Regions from separate parts of the Sus scrofa genome. Here region 1 is linked to region 2. The links are chromatin contacts, called in public HiChIP or PLAC-seq maps. All regions are on one chromosome and are shown on one strand. The core of a region is the stretch at or near the end of the contact, and the rest is flanking DNA. Distances in the headings are between cores, read along the strand shown. Region 1 overlaps WNK1 (serine/threonine-protein kinase WNK1). Region 2 overlaps LOC102157617 (a long non-coding RNA gene).

Region 1 (6,162 bases), core at 1,184-3,683, 130 kb before region 2:
ATCTGAGCCATCCTTTCCTCAAATATTATCTTTCCTTATTCTCTTGATTCCTTCCTTCTAGAATGATAATGAAATCTAATGTCTTCTCCATGTCTCAACTTCTTTTTCATACTTTCCATCTTTTTCTGCTTTCTGACTACTCATAGTCTTGTCAATTCAATCTAGTCTGTGGTTTAAATTAACTGTGGAAGTTTTAATTTTAAAGATTTATCCTTATTCCTAAAAGTTCTTTGGGTCTTTTATAATTATGCCTGGACTTTCCTGATGGAGTTATATTCTGTCATTATAGTTTCTGTTTCTTCTTTTATCACTTCATATGGATGTATATACTTACAAAAATCATTACATCTTTTTTATTGTTACATGTTAATTTTATAATCACTTTCAAATTTGTCTATAGTACCTTTAATTCCTGCAGTGCTACTTTCCTGTTGTATCTGATCATCTCTGCTGGTGTGATTTGTAATTTTTTCTTTTGGTCTTTTAGGGCCACACTGGCGGCATATGGAGGTTCCCAGGCTAGGGGTAGAATCAGAGCTGTAGCTGCTGGCCTATGCCAGAACCACAGCAACATGGGATCTGAGCTTATACCACAGCTCCCAGCAACACCAGATCCTTAACCCACTGAGCAAGGCCAGGGATCAAACCCGAGTCCTCATGGATGCTAGCTGGGTTCATTAACCACTGAGCCACGATAGGAACTCCTGATTTGTAATTTAATTTTGAGGTCACCTTCGCTGGGGACTGTTTTGTCCATAGGTACTATAACCAATCAGGTGAAAGTGTCCCTGTGGGTTTACACTGGGGTTTGGATCAATTACAATGTTCATTTTTTGGTCTAAGATATTTGTAACAAGCTGGTAGTATAAATTTATATTATAGAGCCACCTGTATATGATCTAGGCTGAGGTTTTTCACAGGGACTCCCCTCTCAGCCAAAGTCCTGGGCAGAGGGGCAAAATTCCTTGTAGCTTTCACTGGTTGAGGTGCAGAGTTCTTTATTTTAATGGATAATTCAGTTTCTTTGATATAGGCTAAATTCCAGCTCCCCCTTCTACTGAGTTCTAAAGCCTTCTGTCCTGACATGGACATTAAAATTCTAGTTTCCAATCTTCAAACCCCTTATCTGATGTGAAATCCCAATAGTCTGTCAGGGCATCAACTCTTTGTTTTCGCCTTAGGCTACTTCTTCTTCACCTTTTATTAGGAGCTTACCCCCTCTTTCTTTGAAGCTTAGATTTGTAGCTTCAAATTTGAAGCTTTATTATAGTCTACATTTTAGTTTGTTAATGGGGGAAGATCCTTCTACAGGGGCTTAACCCACTATGTTACCCAAAGCCCTTCAATAACAGTTTCTAGAGCAAGTGAGCTACTGTAGGGTATTATTATAGGGAATGCCTGACAGACTATTGACAACCCGCTGTATTCAAACCAGAAAAGAATCTCAAGATACATATATACACAACTACTACCACCCTTAATTCATCAAATATTTATCAAGTTTCAGACACAGAGCTAAGGAGCGCAGTCTACGAAAAGAAACAGACATGTGAAGAATAAGAAGTCTAGACAGCCAGGAGAAAGATGTCGCCATAAATATTAGAAAAGCTGGATGGGGAAATTGGAATTTACAGGGAGGAAATAATCTGTTGGCTTTTCAACATGTGAATTTTAAGCATCCAACAGCACACGTATGTGACCAGATTCAGTACATGAAAGACTGTGTTGCAAAGATCTGGGATTAACCAGCTCAGTAGTACCAACTAGAGAGAATTATAAGGAATAAATATATTCCAGAGAGAAAAATTTTAACAATCTAATTCCTCCACAAAAAATTTACAGCACATAATTTACACTAGTTTCCTATGAATAATAGATACTCTAAGAGACATGGGACTCCAAAAGCATATTACCTTAAAACTCTGGGTAATAGGGAACAGGGAATTTCTGCAATTGACTTATCTGTATTCCTGAAGGGAATATAGGTCTAGCTGTTTTGGCTTCAATTTCTGATGCTTTGGGAAATGAAATTATCTCGTGATAAATGTCACAATACAATCTGCTTTCTTTTTTTTTTTTTTTTTTTTTTTTTTTTTTGTCTTTTGAGGGCCACATCTGAGGCATATGGAGGTTCCCAGGCTAGGGGTCCAATCAGAGATTTAACTCCCAGCCTAAACAATAGCCACAGCAATGCAGATCCGAGCTGGGCTGTGACCTGTACCATAGCTTACAGCAACGCCAGATCCTTAACCCACTGAGCGAGGCCAGGGATTGAACTGGAGTCCTCATGGATGCTAGTCAGGTTCATTAACCACTGAGCCACGAGAGGAACTCTACAATCTGCATTTGATACAAACTGCCCAATACAAGGTGATAAAATAAATGGGTAAAGCTTGTTAATAAGCTTCAACTTCATTTTAACCACTAGAGGGCTACCTTGTCATTAGATTTCTGATCTCTAAGTTTACTCAATTTTAGAAATGCCAATTGTCGTGACTTAATCGTAACTAGGTTTATTCAGAAACAACTTCTCATTTTGATACTGACCAATACATAATTATCAAACCACTTTATACACCAGAGAACTATGTGGACAGGAAAATGTGCTAATACACTAACATCATTGTTTGGCGTGACTGTTTCTTTCTTAGTATGCTAGGCAACAAGAGAAGAACGGATAAGGCCTGAAATAACAAGTTCTCTCATACTTCTTGGTCAGCTTTGATAATATTGGTGAACTTACGTTTTAAGTGTTCCAGATGTCATAAGTTCAGTCACCAGAACAATGCACTTCTTTCCCTTTACTGTGGATTCCCAAGAATCATAGAATCGAACGATATTGGGATGCTGAAGACCTTTAACATTTCAGCTTCTTCTTTAAATCTTTGCCTCTCAGACTTTGTTAATTTTCGATCCTAAAATAAAAAAGCAAAGTAGAATGTAGTTTAAAATACTAAAACACCAAGTCACAGTTAAATTTAGATGCTAAACATGTACTAAATTATAATGATCAAATGTTAAAACATCCTAACACTGAAATTACTAATTTTATCACCCCGTTACATGAGTATGAAAACAGGCTGAAGTATATAAAATCATGCTTGAGATTATTCTTTACTGATTTATCTTTACTGTTAAAGATATAGACACATTTTAGAAGCACAATTTACCACTTCCAAAATAAATCATTTATTGATGGAGACATTCAATTTAGTAATGAAACAAGTATGGGTTTTAGAGGTGGTGAGATCTAAGTATAAATTCCAGTTTTGTCTTTGCTTTGACTAAAATTTCCTTCATGAATACAGTCAAGCCCTCCACACTGACTGGTTCCACATTCATCCATAGATTCAGCCAACTGCAAATCAAAAATCAAGATTATAATAGCTTGCTCACATGCTGATTACTATTTATATACCCTTTATAATGGATTTACAACTGTTTACACAGCATTTATATTGTACTAGGTATTATAAATAATCTAGAGATGATTTACAAGTATACAGCAGGATGCACAAATACTATCCATTTTATAAAAGGGATTTGAGCATCCTCAGATTTTGGAATCCATAGGGGGTGGAGGGTGGGGTCCTAGAAACAATTTCCCCCACCTCCCAGGGATATCAAGAGATAACTGTGGATATCTTCACCTCATAGAACTGTTGTAAGAATTAAATAATCTACTAGGTATGTTTCCATCACACATTTAAAGTGCCTGGCATGTCCTAGGTTAATTCACTTCTTATCTGAGATCAATTGGAGAAAAGTACTTAATCTGTTGTTTTTTCCTTTACAAAGTCCCATACACACACATTTTGCACTGTAAATTAAAGCTGAAAACTGTCACACAATATTCTATCAAAGCATGCAATACATACTTAAAATATTCCAGGCATACAATGATGTAATGTGTCTATGATAGTTAAATAATTATACATCAAAGACATAATTTAAATGCACCTATGCCTTTCCTATCACTACTCCTCAGCCTTGAATAACAACCACTACCCTGAATGGACATACCATTCCCATGGGGGTTTTTAAACAACGTTAAGTTTTCATAAAAACATAATATAGAGCATGTACTATTTCGAATTTGGCTTTTTTCCACTCAATATTATTTGAAATCACTGATGATAGTACAAGGAGATATTACAAGATTATCTACCAAGACTATCTACTCCATTTATTACCATTGCTATGTAGTTATCCACTGTTTGAAGACATCACAACTTATAATTTCCTACTAATCAATCTTTAGGACGTTCCCCATTTTTTTTGCTACTACAATATGGCAAAGGTATTGCAATGTTAATCTCTAGAATGCAGGCTCTCAACTTGGAGTCTACAAATACCTTTAAGGCAGGTTTGCGAATGTGTGTGAAAATAAACATATCTTTTTCATTAACCTTGAAGTGAAATTTAATATTTCCTTCAATTATGAATTTATGTGCCTAATAGCACTCAGCAGTACCTATGCTTCTGTCACCAAAAGAGTTTTCCTATCATGTAACAATAGTTGCAGATCATCCCAAAATACCATATTAGGCATTACTTTGAAATTACAATAGCTGTTAGATATTCCAGTATCTTAATTATATAAGAATTAATTAATAAGAATATTCTTATTAATATACAATAATAAGGCATACTATGTCACAAAATTTTGAAGTTTTAATAACAAATATACTTTGTTTCCAATATAATCCTATGTATTATATTATATGGACTTAAAACAAAATGAAACATTATTCTAGCTTTCACTAGCCTTCTGGGGCACACAAAAAAGTAGTACACTTGGAGCTATCTTGTGGTGCAGCAAGTTAAGGATCTGGTGTTGTCACTGCAGCAGCTCGGGTCACTGCTATGTCATGGGTTCAATCCCTGGCCCAGGAACTCCGACATGCCGCAGGTACGGCCAAGAAAAAAGTAGTACACCTATTAGCATACCTGGCTAACAGCAGAACTGCTGGATCATAAGGAATAGGCATCTTTAGTCTTCAGAGGTATCATCAAACTGCTTTTCAAAGGGACCTGTACCAATTACTCTGTCAATAGCTTTGTATGAAGGTTCTCATTGCTGCCCATGTAACTAGGAACTGGTATTATCAGACATTAACTTCTGTCAGTTTGATGGGTGTAAACTCATTCTGTTGCTTAATTTACATTTTGGGCTGAAAGTAAGTGTGAAAAACTTTGTAGACTACTTGAGATTTCTTTTCTGCATGGAAATATTGCTTTATCTCATTTGTAGGAGTTCTTAATATATTCTGTATATTAATCCTTTATTAGTTTTATGAGTTAAAATCTTTTCTCCATTTGTGGTTTCTATTTTCACTTTGTTATGATGTCTTGATTTATAGATGTTTTTATTTCACTGTAGTTCAATTCATTTACTTCTACTTTGTGGTAGGTAGGTTTTATGTCTTCAGTAATTTTTCCAGACATAAGGCCATAATTTTTTTTCTTTTCCTTTTAAAATACAAGTTTGTTTTGTTTGCCACATTTGGAAACTGTTGAGAAATTTACTTGGTTGGATAAAAAGGGGGATGACTGTTACTTCTGCTCCATATCAATGAATGACCCTAATAGCAGTTGACGAACAACCTATCCTTTCCACAGAAGTATAGTTCTATCTCTAGATTCTAGAGTCTATTCCACAATCTACCTATTCTTACACTAATATCCCACTTTCATAACTGCTACCACTCTTGAATGATAGTTTATATGGATGTAGAATTCTAGGTTGGTTTGTTTTTCAGCAGCACTTTCAAGATGATTGTTTAATGGTGTTCTGGTGTCAATGGTAGCTATCAGTATAAATGTTCCCCTTTGAAGGTTACCTTTATTTTCTCTCTGGTTGCTCTGAAGATTTTTTTTAAATTGTGCTTAATACTATGCATCTAAGTTTATTTATTTATTCATATTGGAGCTAAATGCTTTTTAAGCTGAAAATTTTAGGTGTTAGTCTTCACGTCAGGAAAATTCTCAACTATTGCCTCTGAATACTGACTCCTCCCTTTCTCCATTCTCTTCTAAGATTTTCTGTGTGTGTCTGTATGTGTTATGTGTGAGTGTATGAAACCTTATCTTTTAACTTCTCATTTTCCATTTCTTTCTCTCTGCTGCCTTCTGGGCAATGTTCTCAGATCTACCTTCTTG
Region 2 (5,678 bases), core at 246-2,745:
AAGGCCTTGTTTTCCAAAGGAGACAACAAAGGTCCAGAGATGTGTGATGTTTAACTGGACCTTAGAATTCTCACACACAATCTGTCCAAAGAAGCCACCACACTGGGCCGAGGATCCAATGGACAGCAGACAAACTCCTCAATAAAGACTGTAACTGTGGACTAACCCACACACTCAACTTGCCAAACACAGTGCGTACATCCAGTGTCAAGAACTTGATCTTCCCAACCACTCAGTGGTCATGACTCCACCTTTGACAATAGAGGGACTGAAGTTCCTGGAGCCCAAGCAAAGCATCAGGGCAGGACTCAAACCTAGGTTTTCCATTTGTCCTGCTCTGGCTCAATGGTTTCCAGATGTGGTCCCTGGTGCTACAGCCTCCCATCACTTGGAAGCTTATTAGAAATGCAAATTATCAGGCTCACTGGGGATCTACAGGATCAGAAACCCTGGGACCCGGCCAGGCAATCTGCATCTTAACACATCCCTTGGTTATTCTGATGCACATAAAGTTTCAGAACCACTACTTAGAGACATGATTGATTGACTGGGGTGGGGGTGATGGAGTCTCCAAGCCTGGCCTCCCTGCCTCCAGGTAATCCCAGATACGCCAAGGAGTAGCACGTGCACTGGACCTGGAGGAAGGCAGCCCACCCAGAGTCAGGCAGGGATGGTGCCAAAGCCAGACCCTGGTTGGAGCAGATGCCAGGGAGGCGGGGCTGCCAGTCAAGCTTCTGAGAGCACACGGGATCCAAGTCTCACAAGCCCAGACTTCTTGTTCTGATGCAGCCACGACCACACTGTCCCTGCTGCTACTTGCCTGCCACATACTTGTGGGGATTTACACCCACTCTGATGAGACGGTTTGGGGTTACTGCAGCCTGGGAAAGGGGTGTGTTAGACAGGCCCAGCCCCCTGGGGAGATGAAGCATAGTGAAGGGCACCAGAGAAGACGGCTTTCTCTTTCCTGTCACCCAGCCCTGCCTCTCGTGCAGGAGGACAACTACAGGCATGAATGTGACTTCCCCGTAGGCCACCTGGGTGGGGGACACTTGCTTTCTCTTGGGCAGTGGAGGAAAAAAAAATTACAGGGCCCTGGGGACAGGAGGAGAGAGGGCAGGGGGCAGTGCTGAAACACCAGCCAGGCAGGCTCCTGCAATCTGGAGTGTCTCTGCAAAAGGACTGCACTGTCCTGGATGGCAAGCCCCAGAGCTGGGAGTTCGCCAAGCCCCAAGCCAGGACAATGGAAAACCCGTGCACCTCTCTGTGGTGGACTCCCCGTTTCCACAGCCCCCATCCAGGAACCAGGGTGGGTCACCCCGGAGTGCTAAGGTCAGGCTTTGGTCTCTGTTTTGTGTGCCTGCCTTGTGCCCAGGCACAGAGTCCAGGGGCCAGCATCAGCCTGGAAACACATTTTCAGTCCTAATCTGTTCACAGCCAGGCTGGTCTCATTCATACAGCTGGGACCTTTCCCCTGCAGCTGCAGTTTCCTAGAAATGTGGCCGCCCAGTGTTATGATTCAAACAGGGCTCAGTCCCCAGGGATGGCAGGGCAGGGTGGAGCTGGCTGTGCCGGACCTCTGATGCCACACCCTGTCTCTCTCTCTGGTTTTCACAGCAATCTCTGTAATTTAATGCTCATCCACACCCCTGATTGTGAACGGCCTTCAAGAGGGTGAGGGGTGGGAGTGGGGAACAGAAATCTTGCAAAACCCCAGACTGTTCTGGTTGCCACAACAATCTCTGTAAACCAGACGCTGGGCAGTGCCAGGCAGTATCGCCGGACAGCCAAGGCCTTCTCGGCCCCACAGGGCCTACAAGCTGCAGGGTCCAAGGAGCAAAAGCTCCGGATCCTCCATAAAAGCTACGATTTCTCCTCTCCAGTATCCTGGCTGTTGGTGGTGGGGGTGCTGAAGAGGAGGCAGGCTAGGGTAGGGGGAAGCACACAGTAGACAAGCTTCTGCTCAATACGGTGTCCATTGGTGTCCCCAGACCCCAAGCATTCAGGATTGCCTGGTTGTCTCCACATGCATTTCACAGTAGCAGCCTGCAGGGGACTGTCACTGTCAGAGACAGGCGACAGAAGGACCGGGACACAGAGGAGCCCTGTTACTTTGTTTTCCATTCTCCATGGGATGTGCAGTATTTTTCCTCCTCCCAGAAGAAGTCAGCATCCTCCTCTGTCATCCTGATGTGACCTACTTATCTACTCCCTTTAAAGGGAGAGACCCTGGCAGGCATCCCAGTCCAGGGCAGTTCTGTCTGCAGTTCAAAGAGATGAGCTCTTCCATAAGGAAAATCCAGAAGCTGTAAAATCGGGGGGTGGGGGTGGGGTGGAGCAAGATAGGAGGGAGGTCAGGCAAGGATGGGGAGGAGGGAGAAAGAGGTTGGTCGTGCCCCAGGACAGTGCTCAGTGGTGGGCCATCAGGCCCAAGTCAGGCCATGACTAAGCGGAAGAGGTTTGGGGCCACAAGAGGTGGTGGAGGCAGCAGATGCCAACTGCTGGAGAATGTCCCCAAACCCAAGTAAAATCAAGCACAGTCCAGCTCTTGCAGGCTCCCCACTCTCTGCCCCGGTTCCCTGAGCTGAGGGATCTCGTCTGAGTCCCTTTCCTTACCTGCAAAATGGGGATAATAATCTCTACTTCAGAAGACTGATGGAAAGATTTAATCATTTACCCCACCTTTGTTCAGAAAACTCGACTAGGTCTCAGAACAATGGCACACACGGGCTAACAGCTGCCATCCATAAGCACTACGTCTTCTGCAGGAGGCACTGTAAGTTGAGTTTATCTCACTTAATTCTGCATGGAAGGTATTATGCCCAATCAAGAGCCTCAGGCTCAGAGAAGTTAAATCACTTATGCAAAGTCACGCAGCAAATAGCAGAGCTGAGGTTCACATTCATGGCTGTCCACTCAAGGCATGTGCTCTGCCCTGGACTGTAACATCACTGGCCTTAATGAGAAAGGATTTGGCAAAACCCCTGTCCCCAAATCTTAAGTAAATTTAGAATGCTGAGTCAGACTGGGGCTGGAGGAATCAGAGAATAATTGGGTTGTACAATGCTATCATTTTACCTTGGCACTCGGCAGAGACTGTCTTGCAGTCTGAAGGCTGTAAACGCCTAGCTGGTTTCGAGCTGCTAGGCCTCCAGTCTGGCCTCTTTCCAACCCATTCTCCTCACTGAAGCCACAGAGAACATTTTCCTGCTTCTATCAGTGGTTCCCAGCTGCCCTCAGGATTACATCCAAATGCAATGTGGTCAGGGCCTGTCCTAGCCTTAGCAGGCCCTAGGCTTGAGAGGCCCTTCCCCTGTTTTAATCAAATGTACCAAAATATACTCATATCATTCACCAGATCGGCATCTTTTCACGTAAAAAAAATTGAAAGGATTTTTAATACTTTGAATGTCAAAGTGGTTAATTTAAATATTCAGTTTTCACATGCAGATGTCAATATAGTTTTTTCAGGCCTCAAATACTGGGGGCCTTTGGAAAGTTGTTTTTTTGTTTTTTTGTTTTTTTTTTTTTTGTCTTTTGTCTTTTGTTGTTGTTGCTATTTCTTGGGCCGCTCCCGCGGCATATGGAGGTTCCCAGGCTAGGGGTCGAATTGGAGCTGTAGCCACCGGCCTACGCCAGAGCCACAGCAATGCTGGATCCGAGCCGCGTCTGCAACCTACACCACAGCTCACGGCAACGCCAGATCGTTAACCCACTGAGCAAGGGCAGGGACCGAACCCGAAACCTCATGGTTCCTAGTCGGATTCGTTAACCACTGTGCCACGACGGGAACTCCTGTAAAGTTTTTAAGGACTATCCACAGCCTTCTGGGTAGCCCCGATCCACTTCCCCCACATGCCAAGCAGGCTTTTGTAAATACTGTTTCTTCTGCCTAGAACTTTTTCTCCTTCTCACTGTAAGTGCTCAGGCCATTCTATCCTCCCTGCAGTTTACTGATTTTGACCTAAGTTCACAGATACTTAACCTCTCAGTTTCCTTGTGTGTAAAACAGGAGTAACAGTAATACCTATGTCATAGCACTTTTAAGAAGATAAGTTAATACACAAAGTATGACTCATGAACCATCACCTGGAAGCTTGTCAGAAATGCAGAATCTCAGGCCCCACCCCAGATAGAATGAATCAGAATAACAAGATCCCAGACTTCCTGTGTGGTTCACAACAGAATAACAAGATCCCCGTATGCACATTTAAGCTGAAGGATCACTGCACTAAAGCACTTATAACAATGCCTGTCACATAATAAACACTCAATAAACAACAGCTGTTTTATTATCATCATAATTATTAAAGGTCAAACTTTTATAGCTGTCTCCAGTTTCCCCTCTGGACTTACTTTTAAATTCCAAATTCTAGTTCAGTGGTTCTGAAACGGAGTTCTTAGGGAACACTGGCATCCTGGGAGCTGGACCTGGGCTCCAGCTAGAGACTGAGGCTACAGTCAAGGCTATTTCCTGCACTCAGGTAGCTTCTCTCCATCTGCAAAGGGAGACAGGGAAGGAAAGAGGCAACTACAATAGGTGGGGTGACAAGGGCTCCCAAGACAGGGATGAAGAGAGCTGCTGGGAGGCCGCTGACACCGACTTGTGGGGTCAAGGGAAGTGCTATTTAATCTAAGAGCTGAAAGATGAGCTGGTAACACAGCCCCCCACCCGCAAGGTGGTCGCTAGTGGACTGACTGCTCCCACGGTATGACAGGGCCTGGAAAGGCCTTCAACTTCGCTCTAGGGAGTGAGTAAAGATCTACTAAGGAGATCTTGTTTCTTGCTGGCCAGGCAAACAAGGAAGCCGTGGCGATTGGAGTCTGGTCCCTACTTGGCGTCCTGGTATGAAGCCTGGTCACTTACAAAAAACTTTGGCTTCCTTTTAAACCAGAACCTCAGCAGTTGTAAAACTGCTACTGTGGACACCTGGGTTTTCTCATTTGCAGGAGGAGAACAATAATACATCCCTACAGGGTTCTTGTGAAGATTTACATGAGAGGCAGGTCAAATCCCAGGCACACAGCAGGGTAGAATCAAGAGTTTCAGAGTTCTGAGCTGTGCGGCAGCGTCTGAGCCCATGGGCTGGACCTTTGAAACTGCAAGCATTTCTTCCCATATGAGACACGTTCCAACAGCTGGTCGGCTGTGAGCTGCAAGGGCAGTCTCCTAGGGGTCCGCGGGGTTGCGGGTGGCTAGTTCTGTAACAAAGAGAAGGCGCGCTCTTCCCGGCCCTGGGCAGCCCCTGATGGACGCTCTGCAGGCTTCAGAATATACCTGGCCCAGTGGAAACAAAGTCGTTTTTTGCACGCTCAACGAGTCTTTTTCCAGGGGTCTTCGGAAGCCGGGCTTTCCCTCCTCACGCGCGAGAGGCCGGCGGGCGGAGAACCAGATTGGCTAGGAAGGCCGGGCCGCCATTGATTGGCTGCGAGGGCAGGGACGCCACTGATTGGCTGCGGGGGGCAGGGACGCCGCCGATTGGCTGCGAGGAGGACTGCAGGACCCTTTCGGCGTCCGCGACTGCGAAAGCGAGGTCAGGTGACTCCCCGGAGCCGGCGGAGAGGAAGCCGCGGTCGAGCGCTGGGCGGGCGCTACGTTTGGCCTTGAACTTTTGTTACGTGGCTTCATTGTTTCCTTCCTCCGCTGAAGGTCGGGGCCAGTCCTCGCCCTTTTCTGA

Evidence for each region. HiChIP or PLAC-seq counts read pairs in DNA pulled down with a chosen protein or histone mark.
Region 1: a contact with region 2 is called in an H3K27ac HiChIP or PLAC-seq map of alveolar macrophages. The contact joins two enhancer-like sites. A contact is called at or near these places in 1 of 47 Hi-C or Micro-C datasets (embryonic fibroblasts) and 2 of 2 datasets of contacts at active chromatin or transcription factors (alveolar macrophages and skeletal muscle).

What each region holds. Positions count from the first base shown.
Region 1 is chr5:68,052,737-68,058,898 of Sscrofa11.1, reverse strand. WNK1 (serine/threonine-protein kinase WNK1) reads right to left here. Exons shown (of 29, transcript XM_013997884.2): 2 at 2,864-2,915; 3 at 2,744-2,861. Among named protein-coding and RNA genes, the nearest start is that of WNK1, 55 kb to the right of the region's middle. Within about 2 kb of position 2,433, at least 7 of the 83 cell types and tissues checked have an H3K27ac peak or open chromatin away from gene starts, as enhancers often do. A contact at or near this core is called in alveolar macrophages, where this site is marked.
Region 2 is chr5:67,917,553-67,923,230 of Sscrofa11.1, reverse strand. It overlaps LOC102157617 (a long non-coding RNA gene), which reads right to left. Exons shown (of 3, transcript XR_002344145.1): 1 at 4,997-5,678; 2 at 4,357-4,499. Among named protein-coding and RNA genes, the nearest start is that of WNK1, 80 kb to the left of the region's middle. Within about 2 kb of position 1,495, at least 20 of the 83 cell types and tissues checked have an H3K27ac peak or open chromatin away from gene starts, as enhancers often do. A contact at or near this core is called in alveolar macrophages, where this site is marked.